Regions from separate parts of the Zea mays genome. Here region 2 is linked to region 1. The links are chromatin contacts, called in public Hi-C maps. All regions are on one chromosome and are shown on one strand. The core of a region is the stretch at or near the end of the contact, and the rest is flanking DNA. Distances in the headings are between cores, read along the strand shown. Region 1 holds the start of LOC100216617. Region 2 holds the start of LOC103653298 (abscisic acid 8'-hydroxylase 3-like).

Region 1 (3,651 bases), core at 381-2,880:
GTTCCTTCAGTTTCTGAACTTCGGCTTCCAACTCCATTGTATAAGCCTACATTCGTAACAGATATAAGCAACAGGTTATGTGTCGAAGTTGCAAATGTGATAGGCTAGGCCAGATGTGAGTCTACCTTACTACCTAATCAAATATCCGTTGATTTGGACAGGGCATAGACAAGGCCAATGTGCTTATTTATCAGAAGCAACTTGCAATAAGAAACAACTACTACTGATGCAACACATGCAAGAGTTCAGGAAAAGGGTGTGACCTGCTTACGGGCACGGGATCTAGCTGCAGACTCCCTGTTCTTGATCATCCTCCTCTGCCGCCGCTCCACAACCTTCTCCACACCCGCACCGCTCCTCCTTCCCCTTATCACTCCCTCAAAGGGGTATGGCACCGGAGCCATTGGCGATGACAGATCCTCATCGCTCTTGCCCATAGAATCCAGCTGGGCCACCGACGTATCCACCGGACTCACGGTGACCGCACCACCTGCCATCCCAGCCACCCCAGGCATCAACCCGTTGCCCATGGCCTGATCCCCGATCCCCACCGGCGCAAACACCATCGCTCCAGCCCCGGCGTCATTGGCGCCCCCAAAGTTGCCGAAAAAGATGGAGGCGCCATTACTGACCGCCTGAATCGGCCGTGGAGCAACCGGCTGCGCAGGGACAGCAGCAGCTGCCGCGGCAGGGTTGTCACGGACGACCCCGGCCCTGACCAGGAACTCCTCCAGCGTCATCTCCCCGAGAGTCGGCTGTCGGTTGGGCTGCGGCTCCTCGCCGCCAGCCGTCCCGGGCGGCGCCTCCCGCACGAAGTCCCGCCAGACCTCGTCCACCGTCTTGACGCTGAGAGTGCGCGGCAGCGCGAGAGACCCCTGTCTCTGCAGCGCCGCCCCGCCGTCGACGGCTGCCCCCAGCGCGGACACCGAGGCCGAGGCCGAGGCCGAAGCCGACGCCATGGCCTGGCTCTCCTCGGCGGTCCAGATGCTCCGCAGCAGCTCGTCCATGTTCATGGAGCCGAAGTCCTTGCCAAGCCCTCCCCCCATCCCGCCGAGCGTGTTCTGGAACTCGTCGAACGTGAGCGAGTAGATCGACCCCTGCCTCGACAGCGGATCCGGCCCCGCCGGCCCCCTCCTCTCGCATTCGTTGAGATCCATCGCCTCCCCCTCCTCTCACTGCGGCGCGACGACGAGGCGGGCGACGAGGAAGCCAGGCGGAATTCGCGGCGGGCTATATAGGTTGCTTGCGGGTTCTCGAAGACGCCAAAGCGAAAGCGATGGGCTCGTGCGCGGGCTCAATCGATGTGTGCGACGACCGAATTGGAAGGCACGGGCCCGGACTGTGCTGTGCCTGTGTGCGCCTCCGGCTCGCCTCAGTGGTAGTGGTGGACTGGTGTCTGGTGGTGGTGGTGTTGGGGTTGGGTGGGAGGAGGCTCGCGCTGGCAGCACCTGTCCCGCTCGCCGAGTTGCCTCGTCTTGGTGCGGGCGCTGTCGTCTCGCGCGGCGGGGGCGGAGGTCAGAGTGCGGCGGGCGACAGGTGTCCCTCCCGACGCCGGTGCCGGCGGTGTGCGTGTACGTGCTAACTGATAACGTGAAGTCGCCCGGATCGTCTGCGTTGATGCACGCGCCCGCACACCCACTGCCACGCTGCCCCTGTCGCAGAGGGTCCGGCCCGTCCGGGGGAGGGAGGGGTAGGCAGTGCGTGCCGCAGTGGAGGCGGAAGGGCGTACTACGTGGCGGCGCACCCAGGATCGAGCCGGTAGAGGCGACGTCAGGCCAATCAAAGCGCGAGACGTGTGTGTGTGTGTGTGGGGGGGGGGGGGGGGGGGGGGGGGGCAGCAGCAGTCACAGCACCTCCGTTGGCAGCCATTTTTTACTCCCCGACAAGAACATAAGTCACCTACGAGGCACGCCACCCCGGTTGGTGCCGCCGCGGCCGTACCGCCGGCGAGTGGGCCAGGGCAGCATGGGGCCGAGGCATCAGTTGGTCTTGGTGGGTGTCAGTGGGCAGGTGCGCGGGGTAGGCGCATTCACGGAAGCATCGTACCAACCAGATCTTGGCTACCATGGAACTGTTCCTCGTGCACCGGTGGTTCAGAACTAGGAATAATCAGTTGATTTTACATATCGTTAAACTTTAGGGCTTGTTCGGTTAGCTCTCAATCCATGTGGATTGAGTGGGATTGGATGGGTTTGAATCCCAAACAAGTCAAACTTCTTCTCAATTTTTTCCAATCCCATCCAATCCATGTGTATTGGGAATAACCGAACAAGCCCTTAGGGGGTGTTTGGTCCGGGTCACATCAAGCATTTGACTTTCAAATAGGAGTATGAAATATAGACCCAACCAACTGGACTAGATTCGTCTCGTCTTTTAATCTTCGGCTGAGAAATTAGTTTTATAATCCGACTACATTTAATACCCGGAACGGAGGTTCAAACATTCGATATGACAGAGGCTAAATTTTAATTTGGGGTAACCAAACACCCCCTTAGTCTTATCTTGTTAACTTTGCATTTTCATTCTAATTGCTGAGCCTCCATCATAAGTAAGCTCACACTTGATTAATTTTGATCAAAAGGTTGGAGATAAAGATTATGATGATGAACTTGTTGGATACTAGTCTAGTGATTTCTTCGGTCATCTTCACGTGGAAGGATGCTCATGTTTCGTTGAACTTTGATGAATAAAGGTTAAGACATTATGTCTGTTCGAAGTGTAATATGTTAATAATATTTATTTACGCTTTTATGCATTGTTTTTTTGATATATTACACTTCTGACATCAACATATGTGTGGAAATAGATCCTGACACACATATGCTATGCATTCGGTTTTACTCTTAAAACTGGGTATGACAAAAAATAACCAAACTCTCTAACTCCCACACCAACAAGGTTGATAAGAAAGCCACTACACCATACTTGTTGAAAAAGAAGAAAAATCACAAGTTGGTGGCCATCAAGATGAACAAGCAAGCCAAGGCAAGAGGGGGGTGAATAGGAATTTGGAGACTTGACAAAGGAAGGGTGCATATTATGCTATGCATCATACTAGATCATGTCATTGCTAAGTGAGTTAGTGAATACTATGGACCAAATTACTCCTCCCATGTTATAGTTAATTAGATTTATGATCTTGCAATTTCATTAACATCTAGTTTCTTTTGTGCCTAGGTTTGTATTTTGAAAGTCACCTAGAGGGGGTGAATAGGAGAAACCTGAAAATTATAAACTTTGGACACGCACTTCACCCGGAGTTAGGATTAGAAATAAATATTAGTGAATTCGGAGTGCGGAAGATGGTTCTCCTTGCTCAATCAATGCGGATAACTTTGGGAGCAAACTCAAAACAATATGAGCAAAAGAGCTTTAGAGAGAGGGGAGAAACAAATCGAATGGTGAAGATCAACACAAGTGGACACGACGATTTGTTTCCCGAGGTTCGGTTCCAAAGAACCTACTCCCCGTTGAGGAGGCCATAAAGGTCGAGTCTATTTCAACCCTTCCCTCTCTCAATCGGTCACTTAGACCGGTTGAGTGTTTCTTCTTAATCTCACGGGTCACTTAGACCCCGCAAGGATCACCACACAATTAGGTGTCTCTTGCTTGCTTTACAAAATACTTGGAAAGATTAGAAGGTGAAGAAGA
Region 2 (3,651 bases), core at 650-3,149, 280 kb before region 1:
ACCTAGCAGGATGCTAGGTAGGCACAGATATAAGGGCTGCCCATGCGTGCAGCCAACTAACATTATTATATATGCATGGTTAATTTCACGGTATTACTAACAAAACAAAATACGTATGACTCCGTGGAATATAAATATATATATGTGTGTGCATGGCGACAATATGTGGATAAATTTTAAGACGTGTAAAGGACACTAGCTTGCCACAAAATCTAAACTTTTCACCTAGTACATCCAGGTCCCCATGCATATGCTCCACGCAATGGAGCGAGCACGAACCATATGGCGAAACGTGGGCACATGGTGCCTGCCAGCCATAACCAAGAAGCAAAACGTCAACGGTAGGGATGGCAACGGGGAATTCCCCGCCGGGGAATAGCTCCCCATCCCCGTCCCCGTGACGAAAAAACTTCCCCGCGGGATCCCCATGAACGCTTGCGGGGAGCATTTCTTCCCCATCCCCGTTCCCCGCGGGGATAAATCCCAACGGGGATCCCCATCCCCGTTTAAATTACAATTAAGACATACATACTTTGCTATTAATGTTAAATATTGCCGCTTATACACATTGTCAGATATAAGAAATCATTATGCATACATCAAAATGAACACATTTGTACAATTAGTGGTCTCTTGATAAGGTAATTATTTATTTTTGTCGTTAACTAGTACAAAAAACATAGTCACATGCAAGTTTAACGGGTCCTCGCGGGGAACAGGGATGGGGAATGCTTCCCCGTCCCCATCCCCGTTTACCCGTCGGGGGTTAAATTTTCCCCGTTTATATCCCCGCGGGGGAAGTTTCTTCCCCATCCCCATCCCCTAATGGAGGAATTCCCTGCGGGGAATCGGGGATCGGGTCCCCATTGCCATCTCTAGTCAACGGTGAGGGGGGGGGGAGGGGGAGGCACTAGTACATACAAAGTACAGTGTCCGTGTGCTACGACCATATATAGATCAGAACATCATGGCTTCATGGAAAGAAATGAGTTGAGGATTGGGGGAAAAGCTGCGCGCAAAGCTCGTGGATTTTGGATACAGAGGGTTCTTTGAAGCAAGTTTTAGGATTGTTTTTTTTATAAAATTGTGAACCATGTAAACTAGTGCTTTAGTATAGTATTTAAAGACTGCCCAGCGTACAACTTTTGAGAGTCGTCTAGTTCTCAACCGACGGTCAAAATAATTTACATCGTTTAATTTTAAATAGAGAAAACGCTGAAATACCGGCCGTTAGCCTAGTTTGGAATCTTTGAGTTATATAAATTCCATTCAAATAATTGTAATTTAGAGATAGATGAACTAAGCTAATTTAGTTTTATGTGAAATATATTATGTATATTGCTATTGACCATATGGTTTATATGTTATATTCCTACTATATGAGAGCAAGCCAAAGATCCTATTATAAGATAGAGAGTACGAACATAAATTTACAGATATGTAAAATTAATTTTCATTTTTCACCGTATTAATTTTTTGGAGATAGATTTATATCTAAAAATTTGAAAAATGGTGGAATGTCAAATTCCAAGTTAAATAACCCACTCTATTAAGTACATTCCAATTCCTTCAAAATAAATGGATCCAAACGGACGGATCCTTAGCGAAAATCAATTCTGCAGTAACCATAACAAGGAGGGTTCGAAAAAAAGGAAGTGTAGCTCGAGCATAGTTTTTTTTTGTCACGCCTCTAAACATAACATGGAGTGTGTAAGGCAATGTTAGAGTTGCTCTAGTCACACATGCATGCTCTTGGTTTTAGCCTATTTTATTCTCTACTCCCCTAATATTTTAGAAATTGTGTGACCAGGATCAGACAAGTGCTATTTCCATTGACAACCCTCTCCACTTGCCTCCTGGATCTCTATAAATACCACAAATGTGGCTCCCCTCTCACCACCACCGTTTGGAAAGAAGATCATCTCAGATCGCTCCTCTCCCCTCGTGCCCCTCTCCCCTCGTGCTCCTCTTCAAATAGCACTCGGGTACAAAAGGGAAGTACAACGAAGGCACTTGGCTGCCTTCTGAGGCTGAGAGAGGATCACTCTTCTTACAAGTTGCAGCGTAGGGGCGGCCACCACACCACATGGCTTTCTTCCTCGCTGTAGCTTGCATCTACATCGTCTCCCTCACTCTGCTGGTGCTGCTGCTCGACGCGAGCAGACGACGGAGAACAACCGGAGGTGGCAGTAGCAGCACGGAGGAGCACAAGCTGCCTCCTGGCTCCCTGGGTCTGCCGTTCCTCGGCGAGACTCTCCAGCTCTACTCCCAGAACCCGAAGGTCTTCTTCGCCTCCAGGCTGAAGAGGTATTATTACAAGAGTGCCGGCCATTGTTCTGTTAATTAGATGCAAATGCCATCATCTTTCTTCGAGACTAATTGTCTGTGCCGGCCCGCATAGGTACGGCGAGGTGTTCAAGACACACGTGCTGGGTTGCCCCTGCGTGATCTTGGCGAGCCCGGAGGCGGCGCGGATGGTGCTGGTGTCTCAGGCGCACCTGTTCAAACCGACGTACCCACCGAGCAAGGAGCGCATGATTGGCGCGCAGGCCCTCTTCTTCCACCAGGGCGACTACCACCTCCGCCTGCGCCGCCTCGTGAAGGGCTGGCTTGGCCCGGACGCGCTCCGCGGCCTCGTGCCCGACGTCGAGGCCGCCGTGGCGTCCACGCTCGACGGGTGGGAAGGCCGCGTCACCAGCACCTTCCATACCATGAAGAGGGTACGTGCCAGTGCCAGTGCCAGCCAGCGCTACTGCGAACGGTCCCCCAAAAGAAAAGAAAAGAAATGCAATGCGTGTGCTGCCGGTCTTTCGTTCTAGCTCTTGCACTGTACGCTTGCGTGGACGCGTGGTGCGCGCGCATGCGCTGCCGTAGTTATAGTTCCTGACGGTGGCCACCCCACCCCGACCTCTTGGCATTTTCCTGCCCTTGGTTTGCAGCTCACCTTCGACGTCGGCGTCATCGCCATCTTCGGCCACCGGCTGGCCGGCCACGTGAAGGAGGAGCTGAGGAGGAACTACTTCACCATGGAGAAAGGCTACAACAGCTTCCCCATCCCGGTCGCCTGCACCAGCTACAGCCAGGCCATCAAGGTACTGCGGCCGAGGATTTCTGTTCTTTGTTGTTCCCCTCATCGTCACAATGTCATCAACACCGCACCCCCATGCAGGCGAGGCAGCGGCTGGGCGCGGTGCTGAGCGGCATCCTGGCGGAGCGGAGGGCGCGGCGGAGCGACGACGACGACGACCATGGCCTCCTGAACGCCCTCATGCGCTCCCGTGACGACAGCGGGGCGGCGCCGCCGCTCTCGGACGACCAGATCGCCGACAACGTTATCGGCGTGCTGTTCGCGGCGCAGGACACGACGGCCAGCGTGCTCACCTGGATCCTCAAGTTCCTCCATGACAACCCGAAGCTTCTGGAAGCCGTCAAGGTGAGAGCCAGAGCCAGCCAGCCGCGGCGATCGGAAGGGAGACACCGTACCTTCCGCGCAACAATTTTGTTTTGAGCATCTACATATACATGTGCATGGTCGAGACGAGAGTGACTAGTGACGTACAGTAGTAGGTAGATAGCATCAGTACCAACGCAACGCTCGGTGTTGGGTTCTAAGCATCGTGGTCACCATTGTCCTGGCCTCGGCCCCCGTGT

Evidence for each region. A called contact is a pair of places that touch in the nucleus more often than the background predicts.
Region 2: a contact with region 1 is called in a Hi-C map of tassel, with 3 times the contacts expected there. The contact joins the promoter of LOC103653298 here to the promoter of LOC100216617 in region 1. A contact is called at or near these places in 3 of 25 Hi-C or Micro-C datasets (ear, leaf and tassel).

What each region holds. Positions count from the first base shown.
Region 1 is chr4:60,272,803-60,276,453 of Zm-B73-REFERENCE-NAM-5.0, reverse strand. It overlaps LOC100216617, which reads right to left and starts at 1,630. Exons shown (of 4, transcript NM_001366965.1): 1 at 264-1,630; 2 at 1-46. The coding sequence starts at 1,157.
Region 2 is chr4:60,548,594-60,552,244 of Zm-B73-REFERENCE-NAM-5.0, reverse strand. LOC103653298 (abscisic acid 8'-hydroxylase 3-like) reads left to right here and starts at 1,899. Exons shown (of 9, transcript NM_001347215.1): 1 at 1,899-2,307; 2 at 2,402-2,720; 3 at 2,940-3,092; 4 at 3,170-3,433. The coding sequence starts at 2,087.